Linked DNA regions of Callithrix jacchus: region 1 is linked to region 2. Evidence: chromatin contacts called from public Hi-C data. All regions are on one chromosome and are shown on one strand. The core of a region is the stretch at or near the end of the contact, and the rest is flanking DNA. Distances in the headings are between cores, read along the strand shown. Region 1 has its middle 330 kb from the start of ACTBL2. Region 2 holds the start of PLK2 (polo like kinase 2).

Region 1 (5,968 bases), core at 123-2,622, 690 kb before region 2:
TTTTAGCCTCCATTAAATGAGTGTTACTTTCGCTGGTGCTCTGACCAGGGCAGAAGATCTGTCTGAGCCTCCTCAGCACGCCGTCTTCAAAGGGCTTGGGGACACGGAGGCAGGGAAACATGGCCCTGTAATTCACTGTTATATGATTTTTGAGTTGCTTTATGAGGAGAGACGCCATCCAAAGTACTTATATCTCTACAGACAAATCAGAAACTGCACATAAAGGGATCACCTCGATAGTCACAATATGCCTTTACTTTGGGAGAATAATCAGTCAAGATCCAAGAAATTGGCAGTCTCCTTCTGGGACTAGTGGGACCTAAAAGAAAGTCTTAATTGGACTTTGCTTTAGTTACCCTGATGCGTTAATCTTGTGTGAAGCTAGTTATCTCCCTTTTTTTTTTTTTAATTTTCACAATCATCTTTTATTATTTCCTTTTAAAAATCCTTCTTAGAAAAATGTATCTTCTTATACTCATATATGAAACCTTTCCTTAAGTTTCCTTTCATATGGTATTAGCACACTTTGAAGCAATTTCTTCTAGAGTAAGAAATTTCTTATTGTTAATGTAATATGTCTCCCTTAAAGAGAACTAGCTAGGAGAACAGTGCTCCATGTGGGCAGCTGGACTGAGCAAGGGGAGTAAACTCTGCGCTGCCCAGGGTTCGGGAGGTGCTATGGCCTAGCCTGCTGCCCATGGCCTGCACTGTTCAAGGTGTGACCTGAGAGTCACCACCAGCGGTTCCCAGCATTGTTCCTGCTACTCTGGTTGCTCTCCAAGGAGAGGAATTCCTACACTATGACTTTCCCAGGGTCCAGTCACTTGCCAGCACCTGACCCATCAGGAAATCGCCTCTCCCGTCTTCCTTCCCCCATTCCTTCCTGAGCATTCCCCAGTCCAGGGTGTGGGCAACCCTCAAAAGATCTGCTGGGATTGATTGACAAGAAAACAAAACTTTTCTCTAGATAAGAAAGATTGCAGTGCTATAGGAAATCTATTTGCTTCTGGGTGGCGCTTGTCTGCCCTCTCTCTCATTCTAACACTTTTAACTGCTGACTGTGTAGTTTCTTATCATTTCTTCAGGATGTGTGGGGCAGTCAATCTTCAATCAATGAGCTTTGTTTGGGTAACTCATTTTATGGCCAATTCACAAGGAAGCAAAACACTTTGTCCTATAGAGTTAGTGGTGTCCTTTCTCAGGGTTATTAGACATTTTCTTTAGCACTAAGAAAGAACAGAGGCAAATTTTCATTTCTGAGCTGTTTCCTTTAGCTGAGAGGCGCTCTAAAAGCTGCTGGTACTACAGAGATGTGAGTTCAGCAAAGGATGGTACTCGTCATCTATTCTGGAGAATCCTGTAATGAGGATAATATGTTAGGTGGGTGGCAGTGTGTTGTGCAATGTGCTTAGCTAGGTTGAGAATCGTGTCCCTGACTTCTTGTCAATGTGGGGCTGACAGAAAGCTTTCTGGGGACTCTGTGGTTTGATCTTGGTTACCAGTTGTGTGACTGTAAGTAAGGCTCTCTTATGCCTCATTTCTCTTATCTGTAAAATAAAAGGGTTGGACATCATTTTCTCTAAGGTCCATTTTGAAGCCAGCACCCACTCTGAGAAATTAAGGATGCTCAGTCCAGGGCAGCTGCACTGTAGCAAGTGTATTGGCCTCTTAAGGCTGCCATAACAGTGTACCCAAACCTGAATGGCTTACAGGTAATTCATTTTCTTACAGTTCTAGAGGCTGGAAGTCTGAAATCAAGGTGCAAGCAGGGTGCAGGTGTCTCCAGTAGCTCTAGGGAGAATCCTTCGTGGCTTCTGCCTCTTGGTGTTTGCTGGCGATTCTGGCATCCCTTGGCCAGCAGATGCATCCCTCCAGTCCTATCTTCTTCTCCCTGTGTGACTTCACATGGTCTTCCCTCTGTGCATGTCTGTCTCTGTGTCAAAATTTCTACTTTTTATAAAAACGCAGTCACATTGGATATAAAAACACAGTTACATTGGATAGGACCCACCATAGTGACCTCACTTTAACATGATTAATTCTGTAAAAACTATTTCCAAATAAGGTCACATCTTGAGGTACTGGGGAGTGAGACTTCAGTATATCTTTTTGCGGGGATTTAGTTTAAACCATAACAGTAAGCACATAGCAAATCCCTCTGTGCTGGATGTGACCTCTTTGACCTCTAGGTACGTTGTCCATGTTATTCTGTGCCCTGGCCTCTAGACATTATGCCAAGAGATCCCCTTGTCCTCCAGTTTTCAGCTGGGTTTAGCAATGACAGGCAATATGGTGGAAGAGGAGAGCTGGGTGGGGTGAGTGGTGGTATTTAGTCCCCTGCGGGGTTCTCTCTCTTTAATAGGAGGCCCTGCTACAGGCGGGCTCTGTCCTTTAAAGAGACCTTATCCACACAGATTTTTTAGCCTCTGAGACCTGTAAGAGCTGCTTCAAACCTTTAGGCTAAAGGTCAACAATTATCTCCCTCCTCTGGCTTCACTTTGGTTTCCCTACAGTTGACCTATACTCGAAAAAATGCTCTTTTTATTAAACTCTCTTCATATAACCCATTTTGAGTGGACCATCTATTTTCTACAAGGATTCTGACTCTACATTCTCAATGACTGAATTGTTTTTCTAGAAATTCAAGGTGTTTGGCCCAGAGACGTCTTGGCAGGTGTAAGTTGCCTTGCAATTTGGAGGACCCAAAGTCCGAAAAACATTCAAAAGTCCAGGTATTTCATAAAGCCAAACTAGAGAGGCAGGTACATCAGGCTTGGTGATGTACCTAGCCTATATCTGGATGATGTAGGTAGGGACACATGGAGGTTTATGACCACTCTGGAACAGCCCTTCCAGGGTAGTTGCACATCCTAGCCCAGAGCCAGGCTGGCTTTTACTAAGCCCACCTGGACTTTCTCTGTCTCATCCCCTGCCTCCCTATAGGACTTCACTGCATTTTTTCACCCAGTATCCAGATCTCTTTCAGTAATCCAATGTCTTTATTTTAAAAGTTGTTTCACATTTAATAATTTCTACATCAGTTTTAGGTCAACTTAGTCATTATTAATAAACATGCTAGGGAAAGAATATTGGGTCAGATATTGTATTGAATATTCCATTTGATATTCTATTTTCCAAATGGAGAAAGGAGGCACATGTATGAGAAAGATTGATGACAATCTCTAGAATGACACATTCTTAGACTACTCTGTGAAGTAGATATTACTATCCACTTTAACTAAATGAGGAAACTTGAGTTTCTGAGCAGTTCAGTGAATTACTTTGCTTATTGGCTAGTAAGTTTTTAGGGCTGGTATTCAAACCTAGGTTTTCAAATTTCATTATTTGCTTCTAAAAAGATGTTTGTTTTTACTATGATGTTCATACGCCTTTTTAAAAAAGAACTGTACTATATGATTTGGTACATGGTCTTTCCTTTCTCCCAGTGTCCAAGTTAGCACTTTGCACGTAGCATCCTGAAGACTTCTTGCATGGAAGAGGCAGAGAAAGGCACCTGAGAATGTTGCATAGCTGTTAAACTCCCTTTCTTAAACTCATTTCTCTGTCTGATTTCTGCAGATCCTTAAAATATTATCTGCTATACATTAAGTCAGTCTTTTTTTTTTTGGTTAACTGGCCTTTCTTCAATGAATATCAATCTTCCCTATTTTACCTTGGGTGTCCCAGTGGCTGTTGCTTTCATTCTAGACCTTGGGTAAAATCTACACTCACATCAATTTGTTAATGATATCTGTTGAAAGCCTATTGTGCATTGGCTTAGCTGATCTCAGCCATAGTCTTGAAAATAGACACCTGTCTTTAAGGGTGAGAATTATACCATGGATACGAAACGTCTCTTAGAATGGACAAGGGAGAGGGGCACATTACTAGAAAACCAAGAAAACACACTGAGTTAAATATAAAATAGTTATACTTGGAGAATTCTGAGTTGGTTTGCATTGGAATTCTTACTACTCTTGTTAAGGGGAAAACAAACCCCATAAAAACTCATTAAAAGTAGAAAGGGTTTTTTTGGATATCAGGTAGCTCTTTCCACATCACATTTGGAAATCACACTGATTCCAGTGTGAAGGGGTAAGAAATGCTTGAATGTTGTTTTCTTTAAAGCCCACTTGGGATTAAGTAAGAAATGGAAAACATCCTACAAAACCCATTTGAATTGTTTTGGAACTCAAACATTTGGAAGGGCACTCATGAGAATTCTTTTATATTTGAGAATGCCCATGTTGGTTTCAGTTTTACTCTGGACATACTCTGTGTACCTTATTGCACAGTATCATCATAGTTTTTTTATTCTAGGCATAAAAGCAGCAGGTAATTTTTAAAGATGCAAATGATATAAAGCAAAAGAAAAAGTCTAGAAAGAATAGGAGTTATCATGCCCCCCACTAAAAACAAAAAAACCCTTATTTATGATTGACTTTCAGGGTAAGAAGGGTGGAGCAATATGAATTGGTATCCATGATAAGGATAGTGAGGGTAGTATGCCTAAAGCATTGCACAGAAGGCAAATTTATCTGTACTAAGTCATTTAGCTTACTCTTGCCGGACTTATTTTCCTGAATGCCATTTTTATTGTGTTGGATTCCTGCTTAAGCAATTAGCCTGGGTTCTCACTGTCTACTGAGTCAAGTTTGAGCTTTGTTCTGTGGATTTCGCAGTTGTCCGGAATAGTATCCAACTTGATTTCCCGCTCTTGCATGAAGGATGGTGTCAGAAGAAAAGCCTAGAACTTCGTAGGTGATGAGCAAGGTCATTTTGGGAATGTCAGACTGCTTTCCTTGAAGAGTTCACAAAGGTGAAAAGAGGTGCTTGATGATATAGTTTTTGGGAGGTGCTGGGGCCCCATACTGGTTAATGAGACAGGAATCAAGGTCCAGTTTCCTGATTTCAGTAAAAATGCAGGGACTTGACTGTGGGACTTGGCAGAAACTCCGTTTATTGCTAGAGCACAAAGATCAGAGAGAGGCTAATGACGAGGCTTTGTATGCAATCCTTGAAGGTATTCCACAAAGGCCCCTAAACAGGAAATAGGAATAGTTTTAAAAGTGGAGACATCTTGTAGTTGAAGGTGGGAATCACAGAGTTCCAGTGCTAGAAATCAGGAGGCAGAGCGTACATCCTTCTCATGCCAAATGGCTGAAATTAAGTCTGATCTATGTTCTTTGGGCTGTAGACTTGCCTGAGCATATGTGGCAGATTGGAGGGAAGGGCCAGGAGGATTGCATTTATATAAAGGACAATATGATATCTGGTGCACATGGCTTTCTCTAGAAATAGGGTAGTGATTATGAATACAGTATGAGCTGTCACTCTAAATGCCATCAACTCAGCTTCCATGGATTTATGGCTGAATCTTAGGTTCAGAGGAAGCTGCAAATAAAAACTGGAGGAGTTGTTCTCTTGCAGAATAAAAATTAGCTCTATTTTGGGACCAATGCATATAATCATACAAAATTCAGAGCTTTTTCAACTCCATTATCGACATATCAAAGCTTTGCTACATTTGGGGAGTTTTAGAGGAAGCACTGTAGTTTCTTTTTCATTTTAATTGATGATTTTAGCATATCAGAGATTTTATCTGGAAGAGAGACAAGTAAGTCCCACTTAATGTAATTTTAATAAGTAGAAAGATACATCATTACTGCATATTCTTCCTTGATACTTATTTCATTTTTTTCCTTCTAACTTTAAAAATTGTGGGAAATGTACATTAGGCAATTTATAATATATTATATAGATATAGCTGTTTAATCCTTTGGAAGTATCATGTTTGAAAGAGAAATGTATTGTCCTCTAACAAACTGCAATAGTTTGTTTATTGCATAATTAATTAATGGTAACATGCCAATTTCACCAAGGCTCCTAAACAGGAAATAGGAATAGTTTTAAAAGTGGAGACATCTTGTAGTTGAAGGTGGGAATCACAGAGTTCCAGTGCTAGAAA
Region 2 (6,464 bases), core at 884-3,383:
GTGGGCATTTAGTATTTCTTTAGCATTGCTATGGTTTACAGATTTTATCACCTGACCTCTGAAACATCAACTGCAAAATAATTAAGGCACATTTGGTTTCCACGAAACCCTCCCAGGATGCATCTTTCTGACTCTTACCGCCTTCTGTGTTCCAAGGGTTCTAGCCTGGCTGCCAAACCAAAGTCCCCAACTTTTAGTTCCATGGCTTCATTAATAAAAAAGTTTCCTAGATGAGAAACAAAACAATAAGTGAATCCCTTTGAAAATGCATTCTAACCAAGTACACACACATCCACTTTGGACCCAGGCAGCCAATTGTTATATCAAAGTCACCCATTCAAAAGCTAAATTGCAGACGCTAGATCCCAATTAAGAACGTTAATATGTTTAAAAAAAAGGAGGGAGAGAAAAAAGAACTATCTCTAACACAAAACTCAGCTTTCGGTGTCAAGGACTCACCTAGTTTGAGATCCCTGTGCAAGATTTCTTGTTCATGAAGGTATTTCAGTCCAGACACAATCTGCCTGAGGTAGTATCGGACTTCTGGCTCTGTCAACACCTTTCTTGCTTTCAAAATATGAGCCATTGACTAGGGATACGAGAAGGAAAAAAGAGAAGCTGTCAAACAGTTATCAAAATCACTGGTTTCCCTTTGCAGGTTGAGCAATGAAAGTTAACATTGCAGTATGAGTACTGCCACAGCTAAAATCCCAGATAAAATACTGTTTGAATGCCATGTTAATTCAGGGAAAGTAAATGTCCTCAAATAGGAATTGACACTTACCCTTCTACTGCAGTATTCCAAGAGAATGTAAATGTTTTCTTTGTCCTCAAAGTAGTGGTAAAACTGCACTACATGTTTATGATGAAGAATTCGGTGAAGCTCTATTTCTTTGTCAATCTACATGAAAAAGCAAGGTAGGGCTTGTTAGCCTCCAGTCACCTCGGAAAAGCCAGTGATTACACAGGCAGAAGACATTTTCCTAACAGGGAAGGGCCATCCGTGCACACAAAGAAAATACTTTACTCAAGAGTCATACACACCTTTTCCCTTTGATGAGGTTTAGCTACCCTGCTGTGAGGAATAATTTTTGCAGCGTAGACTTTGTTATTTGTCAAATCTGTCATCTCGTAACATTTTGCAAAGCCACCCTGAAAGGAAACAAAGCCGAGATGGAATTGAGTATGGCACAAAAATGGACGGCAGATACTTTAAATAAATAAATAAATGGGAAGAAAGAAAAGCAAAAAAAAAAGAGGAATGGAGGAGAGTGGACAGAGGGATGCATTCTACTCCGTTGAAGCTCCCTCGTGAAGAGAAACGCATTGCTAGAAACAGCAAGTTCAGTTTCTCTTTTTCCTTTACAAACGGGAGATTTATGGAGGGTCGGAGCGGGGAGACATGAAAAATAATGTTTGATGAGACTTGTCAGGAAAATTCTCTGGGAGCAGGTGGAGGGACAGAGGTCTGAAATAGAAAAGCCCTCGCTTCTTTCAAGATGCATTTCTCTGGGCTACGGGAGGCACACAGTTCTGAGGCTGATTGCAAAGCCGAGATCGCCTGCGCTGCCGGGGCACAAAAGCCACAGGACAGGTGAGGAGCCCACCTCGCGCTGGGATCGGACCCCCGAGAAACCCGGAAGCCGCGGGCGCGGGACCCCGCGGGCCCGCCCGGCTCGGGGTCGCCCGGGCAGACCTCCCGCCCGCCCGACAGCCCGGCGCCCTCCGCTCGTCACCTTTCCCAGCACTTTGCCCCGGCAGTAGCGCTTTCCCGTCGTGGGGTCGACGATAATCCGCGAGATCTCGGGCCCCGAGTGCGAGTGGTGGTGATGGTGATGCGGGGCCGCCGGCGGCACCTGCGCCTGGGACTGCTGCGCCTGCGATTCCTCTGGGGGCTGAGGCGGCCGCTTCTTCTTCGAGTCCCCTCCGCAACCCTTGCCCAGCGCCTGCTCGCACATTTTGGTGCTAGCAGCCGGCTGGTAGGTGATAGTCCGCAAAAGCTCCATGGTCGCCTCGCCGCCCCACACTGCCCGCTGCCGTCCCCTCCCTAGGCGCGGTCACACGTCCGAACCGGCCGTGGCCCTCGCACCCCTGCCTCTGCTGCCGACGCGCAACCGACACCCCGGTCCACTTGTGCGAGTGAGAAGGCTCGAAGTCTTATATACCAGCCGGCGACAATGGGGCGGAGATTCGAAACGCAACATTGCGTCACGGCCGACGCCCCGCCCCACGGCCGCCCTGAGCGCGCAGGGCCGAGAAGCCGGTCTGTCCCGCCACCCCGGTCCAGCTTCCGAACCGGGCCGCGCACCTCGAACTCCGGCCGCTGAGAGTTCTCGCGGCCACGAGGAGGCCATCAGGGGCGTCTGTGGGTCCTGCCGCCCGTTCTTCGAAGGCTCCGAGCCTCAGCGATAAAAACAGAAATCCGAGGTCAAGCGACCGGCCCCACCCCCGCCCCAGCCGCCGGGTGGCGGGGCAGTGCAGTGACCCTAGCGAGCTGGGCGCGGGTGCAGACGCAGCCCTTCCCCCGCGCAGCCCTTCCCGGCCGCCTCGCCCCCGGCGCCTTCTGTGTCTAGGTGTTAGGGTGCCCGGAGCCCACCGCACGGGCATGCGTGGCCTCCCCTGGCCATGTGACAGGACTCGGTTGCCGCTGCTCCGCGGCGCTGTGACGAGCTCGCTGGTGTCTATCAGGGGCAGTGCCGAGAGGCCGTGCCGGGGGAGAGGCCACGGTTCGTGGAGCCGGACATTCGAGCTCTTCCCGCATCGCGCTGGGGCGGACTCCGGCCCGCAGGCTGGGATCCCGGGCCGATCGGCCCACCGTGCCAGGATCCCCCTCAAGGCCCGTCAGACCCCCGCCCATCCCCCTTAAGCGAGCCTCTGTACGAGGTCAGGCCCTGAACCCTGGAGAGCGAGGTCGGCGCCCTGGCAAGGCGTCCTCCGCCGGTGGCCCGAAGATTGGAAAGCAAGGGCGGCATCTTGTGGAATATTCCAGAAGTGCTGTTAGGTGTCGGAGTGGGCCACAGTTGAGGACTGTAGGCCTTTGACAGTTACTGGTATTAAAAATCGATGCCGATTAAGAGTTTGGAATCAGAGTCATCTATGACTTCTTCCGAATGCATCTGTTGAGATGCCTCATGAGCTGCCCCGGCGCATGAAGAGTCAATCCGAGACTTCCTGGGATGGGGGATTGGGAGGATGAAGAGAGGAGCATAGTCCAGTGAATGCAAACACGGCTTAGTTTTCTATTTCCAGATTTACTGTGCAGTTTTACTAACCTAGGAACACGTTTAATTTTTCTTACTCTAATTATGATAGTGTTACATTTATTGAGGACTGTGCAGTATTTTGAAATGCCTTACTTAATCCTACAACAATTCTGAGTGAGAAATGTTGTAAGGAAGGAAAAATAATTTTCTACCTTTCAAAGTTGACCTGGATCCCTGTAACCAGACAGATTAACAAGAAAACAAGGAAGTTTATTAACATGTATGTCTCCTATATACATGGGAGATAACCCATGAAATTGCTGAAAATTGGGCTTAAATACCATCTTTAGCTAAACCAAAAGAAAAGAGTATGGGGCGGGCAAGTTAAGGAAGCATGACCAGGAAATGTATAGTAAATAGGAGTGGGGTTTCTTATTTCTTCACTGACAAAAGAGTTTTTCATGATTTAGAGTCAAACTTTTCCTCCTGGTACAGAGAAGACACTCTTACAAATGTAGTTTTATGGGTTTTGTTTTTGTTTTTGTTTTAGTAAATGTAAGTTTCCCTTACAAAAGGGTAATATGCCATTTTTTAGAGCATCTCCTGGGTCGGCTAGTTCTCAAAATAATTATCTCTAAATAATCCTTATCCCAGAGCCATATTTGGAGTGGCAGGTTCTGGTCTCCTACATTATTATTCCCATTTTATAGATGAGATTTGGAGAATTTAACTATATTTTTAGTAGATCATCGAAGTTAGTTTAATTAGCACACTTGAATCTTTTTATCTATGTTAACAAGATATGGTAAACAGTTTTTAGAAGCAAAATTCCAGAGACATTTGGAATATCAGATTATTGGATCCCTGGAAGGTATGTACAAAAAGGGTTCCTGCAGTCCACTGTCAAATTTAGGCGTGCGTGGTATCAACATGAATCAAACATTTACAAAGATACTGTGTCTCAAATACTTCCAGCATAATGTGGAAACGAGGCTCATTGCCGTTACAGAGGAGAAAGGGAAAGTCTTTGCCATTATAGAGAAAGGAAAAGTGCTTTCTGTGGCTTCTGTTTTTAATTCTTTAAAGAGTACAGGGCAAGTCTGGGCATGTTTCTCATAAGTGACAATAGACGTTAATCCCAAGATTGTCAGGGATGGAGTAAGGGGGTGGGGATTAGGAGTGGGAATTCAGAATTACGTAATCATCCTCTTTATTCATAAACCTAGGGGTGACCTTTGCTCCCCAGATTTATGCAAACCTACTTTATAAGATTTTGAAGGCTTTCAGTTTTAGAAAATATTACTAGAATTTCTCAAAGCTAGTTTTACACACCATGTCTTTATTGGTTGATAATAAAGTTTATACACACACACACACACGTGTGTATGTGCATATGTATTTCTTTGTGCCTAAGATAAAGACTATGAAGAATAGATTGTCATGATTTTTAAAAATTATTTCAATTACTTTGATTAGCATACACAATGGTATGTGTCTTTACCAAACGGACTTCAGTATTTGATAAACTATTGAACATTCCATGTGAAATTCAGGTCTGTCTTCCACAACATGGAGGCATTTAATGAAATATTAACACTGTGTAAATCTTATGGTGTCTTCTTTCCAGCTAAGAAAATGATTTTTTTTGGATTGTGGTGCCATCATGTGGAAAGAACCAAAATTGTAGTTCATAGGACAAAAAAAGGAAATAAATGTACTTTCTAGTAAGTAGAATAATTACTAAATATCATGGGGTTGATTTGGTAACCAGTAGGAAGAAAAAAATTAACCCATACTTCATATGTGGCTTAATTTCAAACAGATGAAAGTTTGAAATGTAAAATGTTACCTCAGAAGACAATGTGAGAGAGTTTTTCATAGCTTTTGAGTGTGGGAGATCTTTCAACTGTTTACAAAATCTAGAATCCCTAAAAAAAAAAATCATTAATGTAACTATATAAAAACAAAAGCTTTTCATTGATTTAAAATAACAAAACACCATAAAGTCAAAGGATAAATATCATGCTGGAAAAATTATTTTCAACCCATTACAGAGAAAGAGCTTATCTTCCTATTATATAAAAACTCCCATAAATGGATGAAATACCAATTATCCAATAGAAAACAAATGGTTCTTACATTTGCTCAATTTCATTCATCAGAAGAAAGATTGAAATGAAAAATATACTGAGACACACTTTTCTACCTACAAAATTGGCAAAACCCTCAAAAGTTGGTGTGAACATCGTGAATTGCTGAATATATGAAGCAGTATTCCATATATTGCTGTTGGGAATGAAAATTGATATACTCTCAGTGAAAGGTAAATTGGCTGAATCTATCAAATTTAGAAATGAATGTATGCTTTTACTCGGGAATTTATCCTATGGATATAATCTCATATAAAATGGATATAATCATATAAATTTTTGTATGACTCATCAACAAATGATAAAACTGTAGCCAAATTAAGCCCAATTCTTACTTTTGTAAATAAGATTTTATGAAAAACAACCATGTTCATTTACTTATGTAGATATATTGTCTATGTCTACTTTCATGCTACAATCGCAGAGTTCAGCTGTGACAGACACCATATGGCCTACAATACCTAAAATATTTACTATCTTGCCCTTTACAGAAACAGTTTGCTGACCCCTCATGTATAAGCTTCTTCACTGCAGTATTGCTTGTTGTAATTAAAGATTAGAAACAACCTAAGTGCCCATCAATAGAAAACTGGTTAAATAAATGCTGATATGTTCACACAGTGAAAATGCAGGCAGTTGTAAAAACAAAATGAAGAAGTTTTAAGTATTTATATGAAAATATCTCCAAAATATGTACTGTGGAAAGCAAGTATGGAACAGTGTATGGCATAGTAAAATATGTTTCCTTGGAGTAAGAAATGAGGTGAAAATAACATAAATTTATAAGCTTAAATATGCATAAAGCAAAATATTTGGGGAAGAATTAATAGCAAACTAATAATAGATTTTCTTCTATTTACTTGTTTACATATTTTTGTGAGCAGATTATTTACTTTTCTGATCATTTTTATGTGTTTTAATGTTGAACCAGGAGAATACATTACTATTTAAAAATACATATAAAAATATTTTTTAATGATGTGATTTGACTCCTCAAAGAGAACTTTATGTTCAACTCTGTTATGCTCTATCATCTAATCAAGGTTTGTGATACATACTTCACTTTATATTACTTAATTAATTATTATTTTTCTTTCCCACAGGTATGAAA

The links. A called contact is a pair of places that touch in the nucleus more often than the background predicts.
Region 1: a Hi-C map of induced pluripotent stem cells shows a contact between it and region 2, with 6 times the contacts expected there. The contact joins the enhancer-like site here to the promoter of PLK2 in region 2. A contact is called at or near these places in 3 of 3 Hi-C or Micro-C datasets (induced pluripotent stem cells and skeletal muscle).

Annotation. Positions count from the first base shown.
Region 1 is chr2:152,092,880-152,098,847 of calJac240_pri, reverse strand. No RefSeq gene overlaps it. Among named protein-coding and RNA genes, the nearest start is that of ACTBL2, 330 kb to the left of the region's middle. Within about 2 kb of position 1,372, at least 3 of the 16 cell types and tissues checked have an H3K27ac peak or open chromatin away from gene starts, as enhancers often do.
Region 2 is chr2:151,406,646-151,413,109 of calJac240_pri, reverse strand. It overlaps PLK2 (polo like kinase 2), which reads right to left and starts at 2,133. Exons shown (of 14, transcript XM_002744937.6): 1 at 1,737-2,133; 2 at 1,045-1,152; 3 at 785-901; 4 at 460-589; 5 at 139-226. The coding sequence starts at 2,006. LOC144581598 reads left to right here and starts at 1,796. Exons shown (of 3, transcript XR_013532633.1): 1 at 1,796-4,074; 2 at 6,457-6,464.